Regions from separate parts of the Anser cygnoides genome. Here all the other regions are linked to region 3. Evidence: chromatin contacts called from public Hi-C data. All regions are on one chromosome and are shown on one strand. The core of a region is the stretch at or near the end of the contact, and the rest is flanking DNA. Distances in the headings are between cores, read along the strand shown. Region 1 overlaps IL7 (interleukin 7). Region 2 overlaps LOC125183290 (a long non-coding RNA gene). Region 3 has its middle 23 kb from the start of HEY1.

Evidence for each region. A called contact is a pair of places that touch in the nucleus more often than the background predicts.
Region 1: a contact with region 3 is called in a Hi-C map of liver, with 2.4 times the contacts expected there. The contact joins two enhancer-like sites. A contact is called at or near these places in 2 of 7 Hi-C or Micro-C datasets (both in liver).
Region 2: a Hi-C map of liver shows a contact between it and region 3, with 2.7 times the contacts expected there. The contact joins two enhancer-like sites. A contact is called at or near these places in 2 of 7 Hi-C or Micro-C datasets (granulosa cells and liver).

The regions. Positions count from the first base shown.
Region 1 is chr2:132,738,114-132,740,813 of Taihu_goose_T2T_genome, forward strand. IL7 (interleukin 7) reads right to left here. Exons shown (of 5, transcript XM_048068279.2): 5 at 1,624-2,700. The coding sequence ends at 2,625. Among named protein-coding and RNA genes, the nearest start is that of IL7, 12 kb to the right of the region's middle. Within about 2 kb of position 1,253, at least 1 of the 3 cell types and tissues checked has open chromatin away from gene starts, as enhancers often do. A contact at or near this core is called in liver, where this site is marked.
Region 2 is chr2:132,774,564-132,777,263 of Taihu_goose_T2T_genome, forward strand. The region is part of intron 2 of LOC125183290 (a long non-coding RNA gene); the gene reads left to right. Among named protein-coding and RNA genes, the nearest start is that of IL7, 25 kb to the left of the region's middle. Within about 2 kb of position 1,363, at least 3 of the 3 cell types and tissues checked have open chromatin away from gene starts, as enhancers often do. A contact at or near this core is called in liver, where this site is marked.
Region 3 is chr2:133,078,438-133,081,137 of Taihu_goose_T2T_genome, forward strand. No RefSeq gene overlaps it. Among named protein-coding and RNA genes, the nearest start is that of HEY1, 23 kb to the right of the region's middle. Within about 2 kb of position 1,439, at least 2 of the 3 cell types and tissues checked have open chromatin away from gene starts, as enhancers often do. A contact at or near this core is called in liver, where this site is marked.

The DNA of each region.
Region 1 (2,700 bases), core at 3-2,502, 340 kb before region 3:
CAGCAGTTTAATGGTGTAAAGTAAGATGTCAAAACAGTGACCTTCCTTGATCTGATTTCCTAAACACCAGAAATTCTTCTCAGCAGAGCACCTAACTTGCTGTTAGAAATCATTCAAATACGCAACATTATCTTGCTCACATGGGTTAATCTGCTCAATTCACAGTCCCTTGTAACGACAGTGGTAAAATTATTTTCACTAATTTTAATACCTGTCTTCCCTTGCTTCCTTTGCTACCTTCCCATAAATTCCATGCATTTCTAAATTACATGTTTGACCTACTCATATTCCTTTTTTACAGTGTCATAATGTTAAAACAAACTAACAAAAAGATGGTAAAAAATGAAAGGGAGGTAGGAGTGGTGGTGATACCTTGCAAGGTCCCTTAGCCCATTTCCTGCAAAGCAGTTTGGTTTTGCCAGATTCCTGATTTCAGTGGAAGCTGGAGAAGGTTCTCAATTAGAAGGAACAAATCAAAGAGCACAAATCACTGGGTTTAGCAGTTAGTCTTTACATAAAAGTGATGACTCAAGAAACTTGGCAGGAAGAATCAGGCAGGCAGGATATTTATTAAGAGAAGCAATCAGGAAAACCACAATTTCATAACCACTGAATTCAAATTTCTGTTCTGGATCTATGTTCAGTCTTTCCTCAGGATAGGCCAGAAACTGTTTGATTGGCCTCAAGATCTGAGTTGTGAGCTGCTGCTTAAGTCATTTAAGCCAACTGAACTTTGTGATTTCAATTTTGTAGTAACTAATATTGCACCTGTGTATTTTTCTTTTAACTCACACTGCCCTTTCCTTGCCAAGTGATAGCAGTTATTAGGAAATCAATCTTGGCTCTCAATCGTTCCTGAGTTTCCAAAACATAGTTGGTATTCTTCAGTCACTCTCAGAGAAAAATTTAGTCCTCAGCCAACTGGGACTTCTTTCAGTAGAAGTGATTTCCTCAGAAGTCCCTACAATAGTTGTGTTCTCTGAGCTGCAGTGCAACATTGGGAAATCTGTTTCCTTTTCCTATTACATAAAAGGGTTGTGGGTTGGGCTGATTTTTTTATCGCTTTTTTTTTTCCCCAGTTTGAAGTTAAAGTTACAATCCCTTAAATCAAGAGCTAAAGAGAATATGTGAAAATCTCAGTCACATATTTACAAAGATCCAATTCAAAGATACTACAAACTCAAGAAGTTTCCGTGCCATAATTAGATATGGGTCCCTCACCATTAGCAATAGGGCACACTGGGTTTAATGGATTCAGTCAGCAGATTTTACTCCAGTCAGAGGAGGTCCATACAGTTGTTTAAATCACATTCCACCATTTTTTCAATCTTGTGTTTTGAATACCAAAGATTTCTCTGAGTAGTTCCACAGAAAATTTTCACTCTGAATCAGGAAAGAACGTGCTTAGTTGAAGATTTCCCAAAATATTTAGTCCAAGTTGGACAGCTGGTCTGGAACTGTCTACCTAAATTATAGGGTTATAAGCAATTAAGAAACAGATATTTTATAATAGGAAATCTCATGCAGCTGGATCTTACAAAGGCACTGTGATTTTAATGACTAGCAGTGGAAAAAAAAAAAGCTAAGAAAGGAGTAATGACACTCAAAAAGCCAACAGCCCAATTCCATAGAAGACAAATATTTTATTATCAAAGGAGTTATATCAATGTAAGAAACTGCAAAAGAGTTATAAACATCTATAAAAATACCTCTATTTATCCAAAATTAAATATGAACACTTTATTAGTTAAATGCCAATATATTATTCTCTGAAAGTATTCACACATTTTGAGTCACGTTTTTCTAACACGTTAAACACGTTATATAAAATAATTGCATATAAGAAATCACAATCCAAAGGTAAGAAATTCTAGGTCCTCTGTCAGCTAACTCCAATAACCAAATGCATAATGCTATTGCTGTTTCCAGTCAGCTGAGCAAACTCACATTCAGGCATCCCATTTCTCGCCTTCCGTATGCCTCGCTGTCTTGCTCCTGCTTCAGCCAGCAGAACTGTGCTAAATCTCTCAAAAATCACTACCCTTCCAAGGTTTTTAAAAAAGTTTACCTTTTTCCCATTTTTCAAACCTAAATCAATTTGTGAACCCATTAGATGCTCACACTGAAAACATTATTGCATCAGCAGAACAAACTCAAGAGCTGCTGCTTGTTTGGTAAATTGTTCATTTTGGTCCTTGATGTGTTTTCTATAGGTAGAAAGAAATCAGCTGCTCTTCCATACTGATTTTTTTTTTTTGGTCTGCAGCTTCTAAGATTTTTTTATAAATTGCAGTAGACATCTAAGTGGATTGCTTTCATATGAAGGTATCACAAAGTCACTCAGAAGATCAGAAAATTCAAAGTACTTTCCAGAGCATGAAGGTGGGACACAACCTTCTCCGGAGTTTTTTGTTTCAAACACTGGTCTCTATTTCCCCTTCTCGGACTTTAGCAGCTTGGTTTAGCTGTTTCTATTTATTCCATCTCCAGGATCAAAATATGGTAGCTTTACATCCGAATTCCGGTATTCATGTAAGCAAACAGAGTTACTCATAGGATGCATATGAAATGCAAAGATACCAAGTAATGCCACTTTGAAAGAAAAGAGCAGGATTCATCTGGAATCACCTGGAAATTATTTTTTCAAATTTATTCCAGCAGGATCGAAGGCTAGATATATTCTCTTTCAGTTCACAAAAT
Region 2 (2,700 bases), core at 113-2,612, 300 kb before region 3:
CTGCTGCAGGGAAACACTTCGGAACAGCCGGGGAACTGCTCTAATCCGGTGAAACTGCAGTCAGAAAGCAAATTCTTTTTTTTTTTTTTTTTTTTCCTATATACCTGATAGGTGCTACAGCAAGGAAGTATTATTATTAGCAGTGCCAAGAAATTCTGCTATGGCATTGCAAAGACACAAGTGTCTCACTGTCTTGTTTGGATAACTAGCCAAAAAAAAAAAAAAAAAAGAAAAAAGCAGTTCCTTATCTGCATTTATTGTGGTGTATATCTGAAGCAACAGAGGCAGGAGGCAAACCAGGGTAGGGGGATGGGAATGACTGGAAATAAAATATGCAGCACCTCGCTGTGCAGTAAAAGGTAAGAATACTTTTTGAATCTGTAAAGCTAAGCTGACTACTGACTTAAACACAAACAAAAACAGCAAAGACATTAACTAGGACCTTCTTCTAGGAATATGTGTGCTCAGCAGAAAAAAAAAAAAAAAGAACAGATTTATAAAGCGTGTTAGTGGCTGATAGTGGATTTCTGAATGACTTGGGGTTTTGAAATCAACAGCAATAAAAAAGACTAAATTAACTGGTCTGAAAGAAAAACCAGGGATACAACAAAATGCTACTGCTAAAATGGGGCAACCTCTACTTCCTCTGGCAAGTCAGTGTCCCTAAAGAAGGTCAGCTAGTAGTGCTGGTTGAACAGATGAAGCTCAAGCTGAATACTATACCGGGAATGTGAACCTAGCTGAATAAAGTTACAGCTTCTCCAGGGAGATTTCTGAGCCAGAGAGGTGTCCGACATCAAATGCAGAGGTTTGCACACATGAAGACCTATAGGTACATAAGAAGAATGAGAAATTACTGAAAACTTTTAAATGGGCAAAGTATAGAAATACTCTTATTTTCAAATCAGCAACATTAAGCAACAGGCGTCTCATTTTTGCTCTGAAAACTGTTGGTTATTGTGTCATCAGAACATCAGAGAAATATTTTACAAACCAACAACCACTCTGCTTTGGGCATGAGGTGGAAGGGGATTTCAGGATTTGACGTGTATGCATGTGTGAAAGAGCAGTACCCCATTTACAGTTCACTCAGAAGGCACAACACCTAAATCAAATTACTGTGCTCAATGACTGGCCGCTGTCTGCTCAGCACAGTGTGCAAAGCAGGCTGCCTCGCCATGAGGCTCCGCGGCAGTTTTGCCTTGCGTGTGATGTTAGTCTTGGTCTGAGCTTGGTGCCTGATACACCCAATGGGCAGCATGAAGAAGGAGCAAAGGCTGGGTGAAAGGATGAATGGGAATAAAATCCTTAAGACGGGATATGTTCTTTACTGCAAATTCTTATTTTCTTATTTATTTGGAGGAGGGCTGGGTGTACGGGTATACAAACACTTGCTGTATCATGCCCTGTGGTAGAATTGTTGCAGGGCTTCCTTTGTGCTTAGAACAACACTGTGTTGGGGAGGAGGGTGCGACAAGCAGCATCTCATTTGTTTGACTCCTGAAAATTTCACTTGACACACATAAAACAGAGCTCTGCATAACTAAGGATTAAATTTGGTAACTTTGGTATTGCCAAGATTGAAGAGCTTTTGGTCAAAGGCTTCTCTTAATATGTGTTACTGCAGGTTGCTCCACCACTTTGCCCTTTGGTCTGCGAAAAGCAGCCAAATACTGAAACATGATACTCTTGAGGATTATGCAAACAAAGGGAATATTTGCATATAGAGAATAACATTGACATTTGTATGTAAACAGTGCCACTTTAAATCACACTGAACGAAGTTGTAATTCAGGCTGCTTTGTTAGGTTTACATGCTGTATAAATTATGACAGATTCTTATGAAGTGGATCGACAGCTCAGAAACAAAGCGAGGCATGGCTAAAACACAATCGAAGTCTAATATTAACAGGTAGTGCAGACAACTGGAACATTATATAGCACTCAAATGCATTTAAAATATCTATCCAATTATTAGCACCCAACAATTTGAAACTCTATTGAGATTTTTCTTCAGTCAGCTTGTTTTATCAAAAACATCCTCTAAGAGCCAGTATATTGCAATTATCCTCTTTTCTGATGCTAGCAATCATATGACAGAGTAGTTGTGTGGGTGGAAATATATTTGAGAAAGCATCTTAGCAACTGTCTTAATTGTTAAGTAAAAATAACTTTCTGTCTGGCAATGGAGAAATTTTTGCCAAATATCAAGATGTTTTTTTCCAGAGATTATTTGTGTATAAATATTGTGAAATCATAAAGCAAATTCATTTTCAATGATAAATATCTCTTCTTATTTGTTCTTTTATTAAAAATGCCAAAAAAATAAATGCAATATATTCAGCATGTGTCTTTAAAAAGAGAAGGGAAAAAAACATAGGAGCCCAAGAGGCAGACAATATAACAGTATAGTTATTGGCTACTTCTTTTTTGTTTTAAGTGGCAAAGGGAAACCAGAGGCTGTACTGATCTTTCTGAAAGAATAGATCCACAGAGAAAGAATGTATTCGTACGCCAGGCAGGGAGATATCAGCAGTTAAGAGTAGTGAAGGAGGGTGTTTAACTTATATTACCCCAGTGACTAAAATGCAGCCTCATTACTGGTGTCTCTGAGGCTAAAGGTGCGCTTTCCCAGAACATCTCATTTACAGATGCTATAAATTACTCTTCTGCAATTAGTTTATGCACTTGACCTATGTT
Region 3 (2,700 bases), core at 189-2,688:
TAAAAAAGAACTAACTACACACACATGCACATGCACCCTTAATCCTAACTCAATATTGGGAAAAAAAAAATCAGGAAAGAAAATTTAATAATGTATCCTTGGGCATATACATCAATAACTGCGTCAAGATTCTGGATGTTAACACACTGATTTTCAGGGTGAAAGTTCATTTATAGGAAAAACATCAGATTTCTAGGAAAGCTGAAGAGCTGAGATATAAAAATGGTTCTGATCTCATTTACAGCGGTTCAAAAGGTGATCGAGAATTACACCTAGGATTAGTTTTCTGATTTAAAGTGATAAAAGTGGCATCGTTTGCTCTTTCAGAGAGATGGGCCAAACGTTCCAGATCTGCAACAGTCGGTTTCTGACCCATGCAGCCTGTTTTAATCTGGAGCCAAGTTATGTCCCTGGAAGTCCTGGCCTGCAGTCAACAAGCTGCAGAAGCTCATCCAGGCACAGGGCTGCAAGGTCAGCTCTGTGCACAATGGGCTGTAACATGGCATGAGAGGCACAATCCAACGTTCTTATGGCAAGTTGGTTTCATTGCCTAAACTCCTTGTCTTTCTGGCAAAATTACTAGAATTAAACCTGGCAGGGAACTCATAGAGCAAACTTTGAAACTGGATGACACGAGCCTCAGTGCTGCCAAGTCTTCAAAGTTTGCATTTTGCTTTAAGCCCCAATGAAAAGAGTCATTCAGTCAAGATTATATCTCTATTTGAGGTCCCAGATTTTGGGTTGAGGTCTCCTGGATTTGGGTTTCATTTCCAAATGACAAATCACTTTCAGAGTTCTCCCTGTCCATTGACATAACAAGACCTGGTTGTTTTAGGCCCTTTCCTTGTTTGTCCTGCTGACTGCACTTGCTAAGGCAACAGGCCAAGGACAAACCTCTGGTGCTGGGCCCTCTCAGCCTCCACAAACAAGGGTGTCCACATCCAGTGTGTCTGCTGGCAGGCTCCATGGCACGTGCCCTCCCCAGAACCAGACCTGAGCATTGCCTGGTAGATGTCTCTCCATGGCTACCAAATCTGCACCAGAGAAATGAATGAAGAAGAAGGCCATGTGGCCTCAGTAGGTCAGTGTCAGAGCTGGTGTTTTGATCCTGTTGGGTTTACTTGGATATTTTAATAGTTTGTGGGTGTAGAATTCATTTTATTAAAGTATAAATATATTCTAAAAGCCTTTAGCTAATACCCTGCATTACCATTTGGCTACTTGAAATACCTCAGATTATTATTTTTTTTTAATTCAGTGGCAAGTAGCATGCTCAGGATTTAAAAAAAAATAATAATAATAAAAAATAAAAAATTTAGTCTGCTTCTTTGATTAACTGTAGAAGCCCAGCTGCACGCTGTGAGCTTAGAGCAGCTGGTGCTGCAGTGGGGAGCATTTTCTGCAGGCTGCCTGAAGCCTCCCTGTGGACAGGAGGGAGCCTGGAGCGCTGGCACTGCGCAGAGCAGATGCTCCCTCCTCCCTCTGAGGTTTGGGATGGCTCAGCTGCTGGGCAGAGCTGGCAGCCCAGTGAGAAAGGCAGTTTTGACCTGTGGCATCTGCATGTCCCCACACTGCCTCCAAAATGAGGTTAGGGCTCTGTTTTTTGTTAATCCATCAGTCACATCAAGGCTGGATGAGTACTCAGACAGGAATGTTGCAAACCTGTCACAAGTTCATGTGGTCTACTGAAGCCACAAAATTTATGCTCATACAAACTCAAATATTTCCAAAGTCAGGAGGTTTGGATGTAGGGTGCACACATACACAGAGCTGACCACTTTTTAGCAAGCCTTTCAGAAGGGTGTGATCGGCGTAGGAAAGAGCTTTATTCCTGACACCTTAAGCCATACAGAAAAGTGCTTCTCTCTCTTCTCCCAGAAGAAGAGGGATATGGCTTAAAACCTACGCTTAGGGCAGCATGGACACCTACCTTATCCAACTGTTTTCAGATACCATCATGTCAAACGAAATCCTCTCATTAGTTTTTTTGGCGGAGGGAGAAGAAGATTGCATGGGAAGCAGCAGGACCTCCCTGCACCTTGCAGCACATGCCACGTGCTGAGCACGTCTCAGCGGTGGATGGAGCCAGCACTTCACAATGCTGAAGGGCTCTCGCTGGGCAATGGGACAATTATAGAGAAAATTCCCTGTGCACCAGGGGTGGTGCCGCAGGTGGTGCCGCGGTGACGGTAGTGCAACAGTGCCATGCAGCGGTCGGTTTTAAGAACGGAGATAATCTCTAAATACAAGGGGTTGCAAGGCTTTCCTCTGAAGGATCCCCATTACATCTGCTGCACAGCTCACACTAGGTCTTTATGTAAGGTAAATGGTGGCTCTGAAATCTGGAGACTGGGCCCAGATATTTTCAGATTTAATTCCAGTGTGAGTGACATGGCCACGGGTTGCTGTAAAACAACAAAAAAAAAAGGGTTGACTTTTTTGTGTGAATTACAATACCATCGTCAGAAACTTGTGACTGTGAGAGTATCTACATTTCTGCAGCTTCAAATATGTCTAGAAAGCAACAGGCAATATTCAGCAGCCCACTAAATTGATACTGGGGAGGTGATAAAAGCAACTTCAGAAATATAGGGAACAGCAAGAAAAGGTAACATCAAAAACCACCATCAGATCAGAGGCTAAATGACCCATGAAAGAGCTCAGAGAGAAGAAAGAGGATGGTCACCCTTAGATCTGTCA